2 separate regions of the Oryctolagus cuniculus genome follow, and region 1 is linked to region 2. Evidence: chromatin contacts called from public Micro-C data. All regions are on one chromosome and are shown on one strand. Each heading gives the region's core, a stretch centred on a gene start, on an enhancer-like site or on the middle of the called end of the contact. The rest is flanking DNA. Distances are from core to core; before and after follow the strand shown.

Region 1 (4,391 bases), core at 1,662-4,161, 57 kb after region 2:
GGTTCACCCTCCAATGGCCGCCGCGGCCTGCGCGCTGCGGCCTGCGCACTGCGCTGATCCGAAGGCAGGAGCCAGGTGCTTATCCTGGTCTCCCATGGGGTGGAGGGCCCAAGGACTTGGGCCATCCTCCACTGCACTCCCTGGCCACAGCAGAGAGCTGGCCTGGAAGAGAGTCAACCGGGACAGAATCCGGCGCCTCGACCGGGACTAGAACCCAGTGTGCTGGCGCTGCTAGGCGGAGGATTAGCCTAGTGAGTCATGGCGCCGGCCCAGCCTCCACCTTCTAGGCTTCAGTGCACTATCCTCCCGACTACCGCTTCCACCTCAGACCCTCCCCAGGCTGATAGGCAGTCATCGCCCTCCATTTCCGAAAGAAGGGCTTTGAGTCCTGGGCTGGCCACCTGATGCAGGACAGTGCCTGAGAAAGCACCGGACCTCCTTTTCAGGCCCTGCTGCTTCCAGAGGTCCCAGCCCTGAGGAAACTACACTCAGCTCATAGCCCTGAAGGACTCAGGTGGCTAAAACAAGCTGTGGCTGCAGTCTTTGTGCACTGATTATGGTTACAGAGAGGCCTCGACCATCACTGGGGGCCTTCACTGTAGCCAGAAACAACCGCCCTGCTTTTGTGATAGTGTCATTTTTCTAAATTAAAATCACTTAATTTTTTCACGATTATTTAAGTAATACACACTCATTGCAAAGAATTGGCAAATGCGGGAGAGATGTAATGGAGACAGTTAACTTCACCCACTCTCCCCCAGATAATCACTGCTAACCACTTGAGGTCAGATCTTCTAGGCTTTTCCTGTGCATACACATGCATTCACACTTTTGAAACAAAATGTGACCGGACTACTTAGGGTGTTTCATAAACTGTTGGTTCCTGATCTATTTCTCCACAAAACCAAACTTAAACTGAGAGGTATAAAATGGCCACCACTGCCTACCATCACACGAGCCCTGTGGCTGAGGGAGCAGCAGCCACACTGTGCTTGTCTCTTCTCCGCAAAGCCACAGGCTTCACCTGGGAAGACTCAGATGTCCGGAGAAGGCTGGAACGTCTGGTCCTGGGAATTGCTTGCAGGCTGCTTTCTTCACACACATGGCTGGCACCTGGATTGGGATCATTAGAATTCTGGACTCAGTTGTTGACCTAAGTATCTGTATGTGTGTCTTGGGCTTCTCACAATATGGTGACCTCAGGGTATTTGGGCTTTTTAAAGATTTATTTATTTATTTGAAAGTCAGAGATACACATAGAGAGAAAAAAAGAGAGAGAGAGAGAAATCTTTCACCTGCTGGTTCATTCCCCAATTGGCTGCAATGGCCAGAGCTGTACCATCCCGAAGCCAGGAGCCAGGAGCTTCTTCTGGGTCTCCCACACAGGTGCAGGGGCCCAAGGACTTGGGCCATTTTTTGCTGCTTTCCCAGGCCATAGCAGAGTGCTGGATTGGAAGTGGAGCAGCCAGGACTTGATGCCATATGGGATGCCGGCACTGCAGGCAGTGGCATGACCCATTACGCCAGAGCGCCAGCCCCTGGATTTTTTATTTGGTGGCTCCAGTTTCCCAGTGAATGGGTTCTAGTGAACAAGGTAAAGTTGTGTGGCTGTGGAAGGCCTTTGATGTCAGTTCTGCCATACTATTTTGATCAAAACAGTAACAAGCCCAGGATTCCCAAGGAATTTTCAGCTGTGTGTTAAAATGCTGGCCACCTATTTTTAAAAATTTTAATGGAACATGGGAAGTCTGCTGGATTGAATTGCATACCCTAAAAGGATATGTTCAAGTTCTCGTCCTTAGTACCTGTGAATGTGAGCTTAATTGGAAATGAGGTCTCTGCAGGTGCAATCAAGCTAAGATGACGTCACATGGATCAGGTGGGCAGGGCAGGGCAGGGAATGGCTAGTCTAATGACTGTTTTCCTTATAAGAAGAGGGGAATTTGGGTACAGATACTCAGGGAGAGCATCACATGAGGATAAAGGCAAACACTGGAGTAATGCATCTACAAGCCAAGAGACACCAAAGATTGCTTGCAATGTCAGAAGTTAGCAAGAGCCAAGGAAAGGCCATCCCCAGGAGCCTTCAAGGGATCATGGTGCTGCCAACATCTTAGTTTTGAACTTCCAGCCTTTAGAACTGGGACATTTAGGGAATAAATGTCTAGCTGCCATCTTTTGTGGAAAGAGCTCTGTTTCAGCAGTTTTAGGAAACAAACACAGCTCCCATAGCTGTATGTCATCATCATTTCATAGGTACAGAAGCCATTGAACTTAATCGACATATATGTAATCAGCCTTAGATGGTTTGAGAAATGCAGTTCAATAATTAGCATGAGATTATAATCCATGCCATTAACTGACTGTCTCTTTATCTCTCTCATAGAATTTCTTGATCTCCTGTAGGACCTAGGATAGTTAACACAGAGTTAGCATTCAGTAAATATTGATTAACTTGTCACCACTTGCAAGAGAGTATCAGGAGATGCAAACACTGGTCACCTGCAGGCATTATATTACAGGATTCCAAATAAGAGAAAGTCTTGTCCTTTCTGGAAAGCTGCCTAGTCAAAAGAAGCATTTCTATAAAACTACAAATAGTTTTAAATGAAAGTGATCATAGGAAAAAAAGGTTAAAATCCGTTGTTTACAGATGCAATAGTTCCAGTTCCCCAGTCACAAAAGGAGCCTGAAACATCCAAGCATCTTTGCCAAGCGTTAGGAAACGGTTCAGAAATGTAATCTTGGCAGTCGGGGACGGAAACCTACCCGACCATTACAGGGCTCAAGCCTCCTGGGCCTTTCCTGCCGTCCCTTTATGAGTTTGGGGTTGGATGAGGCCTCCTGCGTTTCCTTTCTAGAGTTCAATTCTCTCTTTTCTTTGCTTGCCCCATTTGTGACTTCCTCTACTCAGAAGGGCAGGCAGGGGTGACCGTGGAAAGGAGCCATGGTGCCCCTCCCTGTCCCCAGGGGTGGGAAGTTGGAGCAGCCAGCTTCTCATTTCTTTTCTTCTATAGACCACAAGTCTCCTCCAAAAGGTCCTGCAGGGAAAATAAAGGCTGTTTGAGATGCTTGGCCATGCTGTTGTCACTTTAAAGGGTTCTTCACTACTGTGGATGCGACTGTCTAGACCACTGGAAATAAGTCCTTTAAGGTCTTCGTTCTGATGTCAACACAAAAATGCCAGAAGGCGGTGCTCCACGAGGAGGTGCTCATTAAAGACTGGCTTGTTGGAGTAGGCTGGCACCCTCACGATTTCTGAATATTTGGGAGGTGACGTTTCCAGGAAATGCCCTCCCTCACAGTGACGTCCCCGCTTCTCAGGGGGCGCATGGACAGATGTGTGTTTTCTATCTGGGTAGAGTTCTCTTTGCCACTGTCTGGGTGAGCGGGGCTCTTCCTTTGGTTCATAATTGTGCTGAGTCTTGGCAGGCTGGAGGACCCTCCCTGGGGACTGTGCATGCATTTGATGGCTGTGGTTGGTGGGGGGAGGGGGCGCTGGCCGTGCTGCGCAGTAGCCATTTCTGCTCCCCACATGATAACAAGTTTTTGTGGGGCCCTGACTCTACGTCAGGTTCAGGATCATCAGAAAACCAACCTGGCTGTGGAAGGACCTTGTTGTCGTCACTATTGCCTCCCCAAGATGCAGACTCCCTCTTCTTTGCTAGCAGAATCTTGATGTTGTTGTTTTCAAAGAAAGAGGGAACCTGCTCAGCCTAGGTGATAGGTTTACTCTTGGAAGCTACCTTCTTTTTAAAAATTGTTTTGATAAAGATTTGTTTCTTTCTTTTAGAAAGAGGGAGAGACAGAGAGCAGAGGGAGATCTTCCATCCACTGATTCACTCCCCAAATGGCTGCAATAGCCAGGGCTGATCAGGCTGGATCCAGGATCCAGGAGCTTCATCTAGGTCTCCTATATGGGTGGCAGGGGCCCAAGTACTTGGGCCATCTTCACTGCTTTCCCAGATGAGTTACCAGGGAGCTAATGGTCTGAAGTGGAGTAGCTGGGTCTCGAACTGGCATTTATATGGTATGCTGGCATCACAGGCAGCGATTTAACCTGCTACACCACAGCACCAGCCCCACCTGCCTGCTTTTTACCTAGAAGTGATTGTGTGACTGCTATGGCCAGTGAGAATTAAAGAGAGACCTCTTGAAGACTTGGAGAAGGCCTATACTTTGCATAATAAAAATGGAATCAGGGCTAGCAACCCCCCATCATTTTTTCTGTCTTTTAACTCTCTCGAACACAGGCTTGATACCTGGTGCTATAGCAGTCATTCTGGAAAGCAAAAAGGAAGGGCACAAGGAAGTAACCTGTGAAGAGCCTGAGGGAAGGGCTGAGGGACCCCCACAATCCCTGGCTCTGATATCACAGAGCCCCTGAATCA
Region 2 (4,189 bases), core at 1,103-3,602:
TTCTAGAGGAATGTTGAAATTTCTCCAACATCACTGTATCTATTTCTCTGGGCAAAGGCTTATAAGTTTTTAATACTTGAGTGCATTTTCCACATAGGGGTAGGGTTTTTTCCTCTCACCTGGGGAGGAGGGTAAAGCCAAGTACATGGACAACTTGTCTTGAAGTCTGAGAAACACAAAGGCCTTCTTGCTTTGACCCCTGCAAAGCTGCACACCTGCAGGTCCTGATGCACCTGTGCTACAAACACCCTAACCATTGCTTCTACAAAGCAGCTCAACCAGTCTGTCAAATCATCACCTTCCACACTGGAATTTCACACCTGAAGTAAGCCTGAAGTTACTGTAATTAACTCTTTCATCTAAAAAGCAACTACCAAAATGCATAGCAGGGGTAAAACTACACGTGTTTAAATATTCTGGGTTAGCTTCTCCTGGGTCCATCAGAGAAACAAATCGTATTCTCCGTGTTTGGTCAATGTTGACTTCAAGTTTCTGACCACAGAGAATGCTGGCACTGAAATTCAGTGACTTCTGTTGCTTACTGTGAAAATAATCATAACCCAGAGTTTTCCGCTAAAAATGTGGTAATTCAGAATTGCTTGCTGAATTGAATTAAGGTTTTTCATTAGGATAAACACTGTGAGCAATTCTGGCATAGTGGGTCTGTGGTTTTGTGCAGGCTGCTGAGTATACCCTAAACCTTTTTAATCATGCTATTCTCTTCTGGCCTGTTTCCCAGATTTGCTTGAAAAGGGTCAGAGGACAGGCTGAAATTAATGATATATGAATGCAGAACCCCAATTAGAGGTGTCTTCAAAGGAATAATTAGGCTAGATTTCCTAAGAGGGGATTATGAGAAGAAAAGGCTTTGGGCAAATTATACACTAAAGGAGAGGAGGATAGGGAACAAGGCAACTACAGGAGCTGGGGCTGATTAATATTTCAGGAAGTGATTTTTGATCTGCCTATCTTAAAAATCATGTGAAGATATGGAGACTTAGAGATGACTGGAGACGGATGGACCCTGGCCTCAGGCTAGGAGTGGGGGTGTGACCCATGGGACCCTTTCCAATTCATTCTCCCTGCAATTGCAACTCTGTCAGCCGCCTTCTCTCTAGGAAAGAAGTCGGGGATTTTTGTTTTCCCAAATAACAACGACAGCAGCAAGAGCAGGAGCAAACCCTTGAGCTGCACTCACCACGCCCGGTGTGTGCCGTATACTGGTTCATGTCCTCATCGCTAGGGCACTGGTGCAGTGGTTAAGTCACCACTTGGGACATTTGTGTCCTGTATCGTACTGTCTGGTTCAAGTCCCCACTACACTGCTTTGGCCCCAGCATTCCTGCAATGCTCCCTCTGGGAGGCAGTTCAAGTACTTGGGTTTCTGCCACCCACAAGGGAAACCTGGATAAAGTTCCAGGCTGCCAGCTTCTTCAGCCTGTCCCAGCCCTGGCTGTTGAGGACATTTGAGAAGTGAACCAGTGGATGCAACAGCTAAGTCTCTGTGCCTTTCATATAAAATAAAAACAAAAACCCAACAAAAGACATCCAGCCCCATAACAATTTACATATATGTATATGTGTGTGAATATATATATTCATGTAATATATACATATGTAATACATATATATATATATTACATTACTAGGGGATTCTCACAAGGACCCTGGGAGGTAGGTACAAAATAAACGACTTGCTCAAGGTCACTAACTAGCGTCAGAACAGGTACTGGAACCCTGCAGCCCCACCTGAAGGCTAAGCTCTCATTCCCTGCAGGACACTCATCCTAGGAGGGCACAGGGACACATACAAAATGCCAGCTTCCCGTGCACTTACTTTTTTGCACATTCTAGCTCCTCCCTCCGGCTCTTGTCAATCTCCTGCCTTCTTGGCCAACAAGCTCCAGCGAGCAGAAGAGGTCAGGGAGCGTCAAGAGCCCTCAGCCCAGGCCACCTTTCTCCTTGCAGCAGTCGCGGATATTCGTTGCAAAATTCTTCTTTATACGCGTGGCTCGCGCTGTTCCAGCAGCATTCCCTCAGTGCTCACAGAGGGAAGGTTTATGAAGCGTACTTTCTAGGAAACGTTTTTAGCTTAAAAGCCTTTAAAAAAAAAAAAAGTCTCCGCTAATTCACCCCAATTAGAAACCTCCTCCTGAGGCGGGGCTGCCACCCCGGCGCGCCACTTCGCAGCAGCAGCCACCAGGGGGTAGTGGCCGCCGCGGATCTGGGACCCGGAAGGAGCGCGCGGCGGCTCGGCCATCGCTTGCTCTCGCCTGGCACGCGGCTCTCGGCCGTGGATTAGCGCAGCTGGGGACGTGGGAGGCCGCGGGCCCCGCCCCCGGCCGGCGGCGGCCCAGAGCGGCAGTCGGGACTGCGAGCGGCGCGGAGGGCGCGACCGGCTGGCCGTGGCGGCGGGGTGCGCGCTGCCTTCCGAGCTCCAGTCCGCGCGCGAGGGGGCTAGGGCGCGGGCGCGGGCGGCACCGCGGGGCCCCGTCGGACGGGCCAGGGCGAGAGGGCGCCGGTCTCGCGACCGCCCGCCCGGGGCGCCGGGACCATGGCGCTGCGCGCCCGGGCGCTGTATGACTTTCGGTCGGAGAACCCGGGCGAGATCTCGCTGAGGGAGCACGAGGTGCTGAGCCTGTGCAGCGAACAGGACATCGAGGGCTGGCTCGAGGGGGTCAACAGCCGCGGCGACCGGGGTCTCTTCCCGGCCTCATACGTGCAGGTGATCCGCGCCCCCGAGCCCGGCCCGGCGGGCGACGGCGGCCCGGGCGCCCCGGCCCGCTACGCCAACGTCCCGCCGGGCGGCTTCGAGCCCCTGCCCGCCGCGCCGCCCGCCTCCTTCAAGCCGCCGGCCGACGCCTTCCAGCCGCTGCTGCAGCCGCAGCAGGCGCCGCCGCCGAGCACCTTCCAGCCGCCGGGCGCGGGCTTCCCGTACGGCGGGGGCGCCCTGCAGCCGTCGCCCCAGCAGCCGCTGTACGGCGGCGGCTACCAGGCCAGCCAGGGCAGCGACGACGACTGGGACGACGAGTGGGACGACAGCTCCACGGTGGCCGACGAGCCGGGCGCGCTGGGCAGCGGCGCCTACCCGGACCTCGACGGCTCGTCGTCGGCGGGCGGCGGCGCGGCGGGCCGCTACCGCCTGTCCACGCGCTCCGACCTCTCGCTGGGCGCGCGCGGGGGCCCGGCGCCCGCCCAGCACCACGCGTCCGGGGCCAAGAGCTCGGCCACGGTGAGCCGCAACCTCAACCGCTTCTCCACCTTCGTCAAGTCGGGCGGGGAGGCCTTCGTGCTGGGTGAGGCGTCGGGCTTCGTGAAAGACGGCGACAAGCTGTGCGTGGTGCTGGGGCCCTACGGCCCCGAGTGGCAGGAGAACCCCTACCCGTTCCAGTGTACCATCGACGACCCCACCAAGCAGACCAAGTTCAAGGGCATGAAGAGCTACATCTCCTACAAGCTGGTGCCCACGCACACGCAGGTGCCGGTGCACCGGCGCTACAAGCACTTCGACTGGCTGTATGCTCGCCTGGCCGAGAAGTTCCCGGTCATCTCGGTGCCGCACCTGCCCGAGAAGCAGGCCACGGGCCGCTTCGAGGAGGACTTCATCTCCAAGCGCAGGAAGGGCCTGATCTGGTGGATGAACCACATGGCCAGCCACCCGGTGCTGGCGCAGTGCGACGTCTTCCAGCACTTCCTGACGTGCCCGAGCAGCACGGACGAGAAGGCCTGGAAGCAGGGCAAGCGGAAGGCGGAGAAGGACGAGATGGTGGGCGCCAACTTCTTCCTGACGCTGAGCACGCCGCCCGCCGCCGCGCTGGACCTGCAGGAGGTGGAGAGCAAGATCGACGGCTTCAAGTGCTTCACCAAGAAGATGGACGACAGCGCGCTGCAGCTCAACCACACGGCCAACGAGTTCGCGCGCAAGCAGGTGACGGGCTTCAAGAAGGAGTACCAGAAGGTGGGCCAGTCCTTCCGCGGCCTCAGCCAGGCCTTCGAGCTGGACCAGCAGGCCTTCTCGGCGGGCCTCAACCAGGCCATCGCCTTCACCGGAGATGCCTACGACGCCATCGGCGAACTCTTCGCCGAGCAGCCCAGGCAGGACCTGGACCCCGTCATGGACCTGTTAGCGCTCTATCAGGGGCACCTGGCCAACTTCCCGGACATCATCCACGTTCAGAAAGGTAAAGGC

Evidence for each region. Hi-C and Micro-C count contacts between places; a contact is called where the count stands out from the background.
Region 1: a Micro-C map of ear pinna shows a contact between it and region 2, with 1.7 times the contacts expected there. The contact joins the enhancer-like site here to the promoter of SNX18 in region 2. A contact is called at or near these places in 2 of 6 Hi-C or Micro-C datasets (ear pinna and liver).

Annotation. Positions count from the first base shown.
Region 1 is chr14:75,356,275-75,360,665 of mOryCun1.1, forward strand. The region is part of intron 1 of SNX18 (sorting nexin 18); the gene reads left to right. Among named protein-coding and RNA genes, the nearest start is that of SNX18, 57 kb to the left of the region's middle. Within about 2 kb of position 2,912, at least 1 of the 8 cell types and tissues checked has an H3K27ac peak or open chromatin away from gene starts, as enhancers often do. A contact at or near this core is called in ear pinna, where this site is marked.
Region 2 is chr14:75,299,359-75,303,547 of mOryCun1.1, forward strand. It overlaps SNX18 (sorting nexin 18), which reads left to right and starts at 2,353. Exons shown (of 8, transcript XR_011382047.1): 1 at 2,353-4,181.